Regions from separate parts of the Sus scrofa genome. Here region 1 is linked to region 2. Evidence: chromatin contacts called from public HiChIP or PLAC-seq data. All regions are on one chromosome and are shown on one strand. Each heading gives the region's core, a stretch centred on a gene start, on an enhancer-like site or on the middle of the called end of the contact. The rest is flanking DNA. Distances are from core to core; before and after follow the strand shown. Region 1 has its middle 28 kb from the start of DKK3. Region 2 overlaps MICAL2 (F-actin-methionine sulfoxide oxidase MICAL2).

The links. HiChIP or PLAC-seq counts read pairs in DNA pulled down with a chosen protein or histone mark.
Region 1: a contact with region 2 is called in an H3K27ac HiChIP or PLAC-seq map of skeletal muscle. The contact joins two enhancer-like sites. A contact is called at or near these places in 1 of 47 Hi-C or Micro-C datasets (embryonic fibroblasts) and 2 of 2 datasets of contacts at active chromatin or transcription factors (alveolar macrophages and skeletal muscle).

Annotation. Positions count from the first base shown.
Region 1 is chr2:47,355,887-47,360,328 of Sscrofa11.1, reverse strand. No RefSeq gene overlaps it. Among named protein-coding and RNA genes, the nearest start is that of DKK3, 28 kb to the left of the region's middle. Within about 2 kb of position 1,993, at least 10 of the 83 cell types and tissues checked have an H3K27ac peak or open chromatin away from gene starts, as enhancers often do. A contact at or near this core is called in skeletal muscle, where this site is marked.
Region 2 is chr2:47,202,249-47,206,508 of Sscrofa11.1, reverse strand. The region is part of intron 3 of MICAL2 (F-actin-methionine sulfoxide oxidase MICAL2); the gene reads left to right. Among named protein-coding and RNA genes, the nearest start is that of MICAL2, 98 kb to the left of the region's middle. Within about 2 kb of position 1,433, at least 14 of the 83 cell types and tissues checked have an H3K27ac peak or open chromatin away from gene starts, as enhancers often do. A contact at or near this core is called in skeletal muscle, where this site is marked.

The DNA of each region.
Region 1 (4,442 bases), core at 744-3,243, 150 kb before region 2:
GACAAAAGACAAATCAAATCAAATCAAATCCAGTTCCTTAGTCACACTCACATTTCAGGTCCTCAGTGGCCATCTGGCTGATGGCTACCCTACTGGATAGTATAGAACTAAACATTTCCATAATTGCAGAAAGTTCTGGACAGCACTGACCTTGTGCTTGTGCTAACCTTTCTAGCCAGGGCGTGCTGTAGAATTTCAGAGAGTTCTCGACACTCTAGCACACCGCCTTCCACTGCCACGGTTATTGCAAGGTAACAGAGAGATGGAGTTGGACAGACCTAGGATTAAATCCTGACGTTGCCACTTGCTTGTTCTGTGAAGAAGTCCCACAGCCTCCCTCGGCCTCTGTTTTCTCATCTAGGAGATGCGGATGCTATTTCCCCACTCCCACAGTTATTGGGAGGATTCAATGAGGGAGGGCACGTGAGTCACCAGATGCAGTGCCCGGCACGTCGTTTTATACCCTGACCCTGACTTGGTTTACTTGCATCAACTCACCTACGGGCCCTTATCACTGGTCTGTACTATGTCCAGACCTGTGTCGGGTTCCAGGGCTTATTCACAAGGAACACAGGGCTTGATACTAGGAGATTGCAATCTAGGTGGGAGGGCGAGATAAGTGCTGTGAAGCAACCTGAAAACAGTTCTTAGGCAATCCATGGGGCAGGGTGTCATCCTGTGATATGGGGCCGGGTGGGGAAGGTGCTGTCGGGGGAGGTTTCTCTGAGAAGGCCTCGTAGGGGGAGGGGTGGCCCTAGAGCTGGGCTGGAAGGCAGCACAGGGCGTGGGCTGGCAGAGAAAGGTGTTGTGGCAGAGGAACAGCAGGAGCAAAGACAGGCTCAGAGGTGGGGTGGGGCGGGCCTGAGCTCACGCAGGTTTTCCCGGAGAAACCCCTGGGAAGGTTTGCTGAGAACATCACTCAGCTCTTGGAAGCCAGGCTGAGGTGCTTAGGAGTTTGATGAAGTTGATGCTTCCCAGGTAGGTGGGACCTTGAGCTGAGAAATGACCTTGAGCTGAGAAATGGCCAGAAGGTGGGGAAGATGGTGCTGGTAGCCCAGGAAGAGGGTCTGGGAGGGAGATCCTGAAGACAGGGGGCGCTGGGCTAGATGTGACCCCAGAGGACGTCTTGGGGCAGCACAAGCTGCCACTTACCCAGAGATGGTAACATGCCATGAGCTCAGATTGCTGTGTCCAAACGTGGCAAGCAGAGGCGACACGTGGTTGCCGTGTACAAGAAGGTGGCATCTAATAGGGAGTGGGGGGGGTTTGGATATGAAGAGGAAACCGGGTGGAAGAAATGCATATACAGCCTATCAGAATTGGAGCCCCAGCTCCTCACTCAGGTGGGAAAAAAAAAAAAATGATGAGGGCTCAGGCAGCTTAAGGAAAGAGGAACGTGTTTACAGAGAGGACTGGATATCTGAGGATCAGGGCTGGGCACAAAGTCATTAGGCAGCAATGCACACGCACACATACACACATGCATGCGTGTGCATGTGCACATGCCTGTATAGACACACCTACACAGACACAAGTACACATGGGTAAACCCCCCCCCCAGTTTACGTAAGCATGCTAGTCATACCCAAAGACCCTTAAGGAAACATGCATCTGGGTATCTGTGCAAATGCACGTGTGTGCACACATACAGACATGCATATGTCCTCTTCCAATCCAGCCTATCCTTCCAGGGCTGGAGCTGGGGCTGGTGTTGGATTTACAGCAACCACAGCCAGGAAGCATCTGTCCTCCTGGGCACTCAGTGTATTTCTGATGGAGGTTTCTCCAGGCTCTGCTTGTAAACACTATTTATTTTGGAAAGCCATTTCTCTGTTTGCAAATAAAAAGTTAGGACATGCGGTATTGGATTTCCCTGATCCAACACTGACCTAGAAAATGTGCTGGCAGGAACAGAAAATGTGATGCCCCACTGTACTGGCAGGCACAAGTGCATTTCACTCTTCTTGGCTCTGACTACAAAGGTTAAGATGCAAGAGAAGGGGCCAGGGCCACCTCCCTGCCTGAGCAGCACTCTCACTGCAGAGCTGGGGGGAGCTGAGACAGTGCTTGGGGGTGTCCAGCAGGCCTCTGTGCTCGTGGCCTTGGAGAACAGGCTGGCAGGGGAATCAGAGCAGCTGGGGAGGGGGCTCTGGAGCAGCTGCCCATCACAGGGGCTGGTGACAGGGTCCAGCATGGAGAGAGCAAGCCACTCCAGCACATGCAAAACATAGATAGGGATGGAGGTTCCTCAGAAAACTAAAAATGGAGCAGCCATATAATGCAGAAATCCCACTCCTGGGCATATACCCAGACGGAACTATAATTTGAAAAGATACATGCTCCCCTATGTTCATAGCAGCACTATTTATAAGAGCCAAGGCATGGAAACAACTTAAATGTCCGCTGACAGATGAATGGTACAGAAGATGTGATAGGTATATACAATGGAATACTACTAAGCCATAAAAAAGATTGAAATAAGGTCATTTGCAGCAACATGGATGCAGCTAGATTATCATACTAAGGGAAGTCAGAAAGAGAAAGACAAATACTATAGAATATCACATATATGTGAAATCTAAAATACGACACCAGTTGGCATATTTACAACACAGAAACAGACTCACAGTTATAGAGAACACCTTGTAGTTGCCAAGTGGGGAAGGGGTAGAGGACTGGGAGTCTGGGATTCGTAGAGGCAAACTACTATATATAAGACAGATGGAGTTCCCGTCGTGGTGCAGTGGAAGTGAATTCAACTAGGAACTGTGAGGTTGTGGGTTCGATCCCTGGCTAACGTCAGTGGGTTAAGGATCCGGCATTGCCATGAGCTGTGGTGGAGGTTGCAGATGCGACTTGGATCCTGTGTTGCTATGGCTGTGATATAGGCCAGCAGCTGTAGCTCCAATTCAGCCCCTAGCCTGGGAACATCCATATGCCACAGGAGTGGCCCTAAAAAGACCCAAAAAAAAAAAAAAAAAAAAAAAAGATGGATAAACTACAAGGTCCTACTGTATAGCACAGGGAACTATATTCGATATTCGATGTCCTGTGATAAACCACAGTGGAAAAGAATATAAAAAAGAATGTACATATATGGATAACTGAGTCACTTTGCTGTACAGCAGGAATTAACCCAACATTATAAATCAACTCTATGTCAATAAATACTAAAAATGGATGGGGCCCAGCTAAAGGGATCCCCAGAATTGCCATCAAGGAACCCCAGGCACTGCAACTTCAGCTCTGGGTGTGGATTGAGGCAGGCTCCTGTTGTTGGGGAAGCTTAGGTTTCCAGGAGGCAGAGCAGTCAGGCCCAGCTGCAGGTTGGCGACAGGCTCATGGGGGCCTGGGACCTATTCACATAGAGTAGAAGCAGAACCAGAGGGGAGGGTCCAAGCAGGAGCCCTGCCTCATGCCGGGAACAGGAAAATCCAGGGTCTCTTGGGGGACCTGGTCCTGGTCTGAGCAGCACTGAAGGAGACCCAAGAAGCCATATGCACCCCATTGTCTCAACCGAGACACAGAATCCTTCCAAATCCCTCAGCTGAGCAGGTGACTTATTTCTGGACCTAAGACTGGGGTTCATATTCTGTCCACACTTCCTCAAGGATGTCAGAAAGGTAATAGGCCTAGCGACAAAATAAGTGCTTAACCAATTTGAGATCAAATCTCGGCTTCACCTGTCACTAGCTGGGTAGCCTGGTGCAGCTACTCATCTGTGCCTTAGTATCTTCACCTGCAGAATGAGATAATAATAAAAGGTGCCTCACAGAATTGTTGGGGATTAAATGACTTCATATCCATAGATCACTTTTGGACATTGCCTGGTGCTTTGTAAGCGCAACTCCTGTGTACTATGATGTTAAATCTTATTCATAACAATGTATTGATATACTCATTCACTTCTTCATTCAACAAGTGTCAGAGACTTGGAAGCCAGCAGTGAAAAAGAGACAATAAACCCTGCGGTAGGTAGAATGAGGACCCCCCCCAAGACATCTATGCCCTAATCCCCAGAACAGGTGTGTTGTCTTACATGGGAAGGGGGAATTAAGGCTGCTAATCAGCTGACCAGAAGATAGGGTATTTCTTGGACCACCCGGGAGGCCCAACCTGATCACGAGGGTCCCTGTAGGTAGAAGCGGACAGAAGAGGCAGAGGCAGAGATAACAGGTGGTGAAGCAGAGGTCGGGGAGTGGGGGTGGGGTGGGGGGAGTGATTTTGGGTTTTGAAGATGCACGAGGGCTCTGGGCTGAGGGGTGCGGGCTGCCTCTGAAGGCTGGAAAAGGCCAGGAAATAGCTTCTCTCCCCTGGAGCCTCCAGAAAAGAATGAAGCTCTGATTTTAGGTCAGTGAGACTTCTGACCTTGAGAACCATAGGATAATAACGTCCTTGAGAACCGTAGGATAAGTCGCTCCATTTGTGGGAATTTGTAACAG
Region 2 (4,260 bases), core at 184-2,683:
TTTCAAGTACAAACGCTGAGATCTGAGATTAGTTCTCATCCTACTCCTGCGCTCACGGTCCCGTCGGTTAACCTTCCCAAACTCCAGGGCTCTCATCTGCCAAAGGGTGACGGATGTGCCCCCTTTGGGGTTATGGTCGGAGAGAAACGAGGTGCACATCTTGCAAAGTGCTCAGCAGAGTTCTTGCACAAGAGAGGTGGACAGTAAGTGGGAACTCTGATTTTTATTATTGCTATTACGAATACTATCCTTACTGCGGCTCTTCCCAGTATGGAGTGGACAGGCACCTGCAGAGGTGGGATGGAATTGGCGCTGTTGATGACACACTTTGACATCTAAAACCCCTGGAAGTCATGGGCACGCCAGCTGCCGATCTCTTCTGCTGGTGGGGGGCTGGGGGTGCCTTGTACATGCCTGGACTTTGGGGAACTGAAGGGAATGACCTTAGATGGGGGGAGACGCAAGCGTTCTGAATCGCATCCCCAGGCAGGAAGCATGGGCTTGATAGATCGTATTTGCAAGCCCCAAACCAGGGGTCCAACATGAGTGTACTTACAAGGCCAAGTGTCGGGATGGTTGTAATGAACTTGTCCCCGAAAATCCAGACTCTGTGGTCACTGGTTACAGTTGTTCATACACAAGCGTTAGAGCACCAGCCAGGCTGGAAGGGAGGGACAGAGAGGCATGGCATGTTTCTCAGAGAAATTCGTATTATTTTTTTGAAAGCAGACAGGGAGAACAGGATATCTTTCTCCATTTCCTTTCTGTAAGTTTCTAAGGGGAGTAAGTGGCAGTAACTGTTCCTCAGGAATAACTGGGCGTAACCGAAATACAGGAGAGTCAGACCAGGGCAAGGGCAGAGCCAGTCAAATCAGGTGGGGTTTGCTCCTGGCCGACAGGGGCCCTTGAAATCACTGTAAAGAGCCTGGCCTGGCCATGCCCACAACAGGCCACGCCCACCCTCCATCCAGAGCCATCCACCCTCCATCCTGTGCATCCGCCATGAACTCCCCTTGCTTAGCACTGTGAGGCTGTGAGGCTAGGGGCAGGACCCACAGACTAGCGTGTGGGAGACACCTGTGATTGCTTAACTCTCTATCCTGCCATTCTGAACCAGCTGTTTTCACTGGAGGTGACCCAGTAACCCTGCCTTGGTTCCGTAAACCGACCCATCCTAAGAGCTGGTAAGACCGGGAAGCCACACCAGGAAGCTAGGTGGCACGTCCCTGGAACCAGAGCACTGTCCGAGGAGCTGGCCTGCAGGTCAGCCTGCAGGGAAGGCTGCTGCTACCAGGGAGACGGCATCACACATGACCTCGTATCACTAACTGGCTGCCAGGTCTCCAGAGGCACCCGAGAGGCTGGCACAGTCCAGGCCCCAACCCCCTGCTGCCCCGGCACCTGCCAGAATGGCTTGCATGGGCTCTAGCTCCATCTGGCCTGTAAATTTCTGCCCCAGGGACGCACATGAAGCTCAGCCTAGACACAGGCTCAGGCCTTCTGTGCGCTCAGCCTGAACCCAGCTCCTTCAGGAGGCCAAGGTGTGCTGGGTGCAGGGAAGAAGCGAAAACTGGCCTCACTTCCTCCTGACGACACCCCCAGCAGTCTACCCTCGCTGGCTATCTAGCCGCTCAGGAGCCCCACCGCCTGGATTCATGCCCAGACTTGACAACTTCCTCATGAGGTGACCTACCATGGAGCAATTTCTTGCCCTCTTTTGCCTCTATTTCTTAGCTCAAAAAAAATGAATTATAATTTTTTACCTGGAGCAAGTTGCTTAACCTTTTGCTGCCTCAAGGTCCTCATTCACGAAGTGGAGATGGTGATAATAGTTACCTCACAGGGCAGTCAGAAGGATGGAGTATACGAAATGATGAGGACAGTGCCTCGCAAGGTGAAAGGGCTGTGTGTGATACAAGTTCGCTCCCCACCCCCTTTTTATTGGTCTTTTTGCCTTTTTAGGGCCGCACCTGCAGCATATGGAGGTTCCCAGGCTAGGGGTTCAGTCGGAGCTACAGCTGCCAGCCTACACCACAGCCACAGCAACACGGGATCCAGCCGCACCCTAGCTACACCCTAGCTCATGGAGCCGTTGGCTCCTTAACCCCCTGAGTGAGGCCAGGGATCGAACCCACGTCCTCATGGATGTTAGTCAGGTTCGTTCACCGCTGAGCCATGATGGGACTTCCCAGTTCAGCTCCTTGTAATCATCCTTTGCAATGAGGTGCAGCACCCAGCTGAGCAAGCTCGTGAACTGCAGACCCCAGTCCGCCTGCTACTGCCACGTGTTGGCTTTCTGCACCCTGCTTCACTGGGCTGTCCGCACACAGGAAATTGGAGGTGGAATTCAGAAGCGGAAATCAAGTCTCCAGACTGCTAACCCCTGGCTCAGCCCCTGGTCCCCTTGGCGGCTTCCTCCAGGGACTGATCCCTTTAGCATTCTTGGCACAGTCCCAGCATACCTACCCGCTTGTGGTTTGGAAGATGCCCTGTGTCACCAAGAGGTGGGCAGTCTTATGGGGCTCCCCTGGGAGGGCACAGGAGACCTGTGTGAGCTGGGGCTGCATCCCATCCCTCATCCCTTCTTCCCACCCTTTGATAAATAAAGAGCTGGCTTTTCCATGTGGTGTTTGTCTCTGTCCACAAATGTGGAGGCCTGAGCCCAGCCAAGCTTATCTATACAATGGACTTCCTGCTGGTGTTGGATCTGCCCTGCTTCCCACTGCATAATAAATTTATGTCGCCTGAGCACACAGATCTGCTGACATCTGTGATCCTGGTGGCCTTGACAGACCCCAGCTCCCCCAGCCTGGGTGGGAAATGCAGACATAAACCCTGGCTGACATGAACTGAACATCCTGGTTATGGCCCGGCCTGCTGGCCAGAGCTGGGTGGGCTCTGAGGGGGTGGCAAGTTCCTCCATCCATCACTGTTCATCGAGGCAAGCTGTGTGCCAGGCCTGATCCTGGACAGCTTTTGAGGAGCACTTAGGCTGGTCTGGGAATCAGATGCATGTAATCATAACACAGGGAGCTTAGTTCTAGGGTAGCACTAAGGACAGGGCTCATGGGAGGAATGTACAATCTAATTCGGGGCTCAGCCTCAGGCCTGAGTTTTTTTTTTGTTTTTCTTTTTTTTCTTTTTTTCTTTTTAGGGCCACACCCATGGCATATGGAGGTTCCCAGGCTAGGGGTCGAATCGGAGCTAGAGCTGCCAGCCTACACCACAGTCACAGCACCACAGGATCTGAATTGTGTCTGCAACCTACCCCCCAGCTCAGGGCAATGCCAGATCCCTGAGCGAGGCCAGGGATCAAACCCACAACCCCATGGTTCCTAGTTGGATTCATTTCCACTGTGCCACAATGGGAACTCCAGGCCTGAGGTTTTTGGTTTTTTTTTTTTTTTTTGCTATTTCTTTGGGCCGCTCCTGTGGCATATGGAGGTTCCCAGGCTAGGGGTCCAATCGGAGCTGTAGCTGCCAGCCTACGCCGGAGACACAGCAACTCGGGATCCGAGCTGCGTCTGCAACCTACACCACAGCTCACGGCAACGCTGGATCGTTAACCCACTGAGCAAGGGCAGGGATCGAACCCGCAACTTCATGGTTCCTAGTCGGATTCGTTAACCACTGCGCCACGACGGGAACTCCCAGGCCTGAGTTTTAACGAAAAGTTTTCTTGCCTTGGCACCGAGTCCTCAGCTGTGAAGCCCAGATGGATCTGGGAAAGGTGAGAGTTCCTTTGGGTCACATTTTCACAATACTTCGCCTCTGTGGTCTATTTGCACTGTGCCCCACATCCGGAGCTTCGATGGAGGGCAGGCCAGTGGAGCCCTCTTCTTGCTTCCTCCTCTGCCCAGGCGTGTAGCAGCCCCAGTTTTCGGCTTCTTGTCAGAACTCTGAGCTCCCATGTTAATTATGACAAGCGTGTTCCTAGAGGAACTGGCCTGGCCCTGGCCAACAAGCCTTCTCTCCTGTCTTGATAACATCTGTACTGAATTTTCTCCCTTTATATAATTAGGCCTGTTGGTGTTTGCTTTGACTTTTGATTACGGTATGACTGGCGTCTCTGGAAATCGCAGGACCCAAGTATGAGCTGGGGCTCGGGATGATGGGAAAACTAACCTTTCATTGTTGGGATTTCAGGTTTAGGTGGGAGGGTACACCAGCTACTGTTTGCACAAGAGATACAGCAGCCTCCCAACTGCTGGGAACAGGATCCTCTGCCTTGGCTTGGGAGCTGTGCTAGGTCAAGCCTGG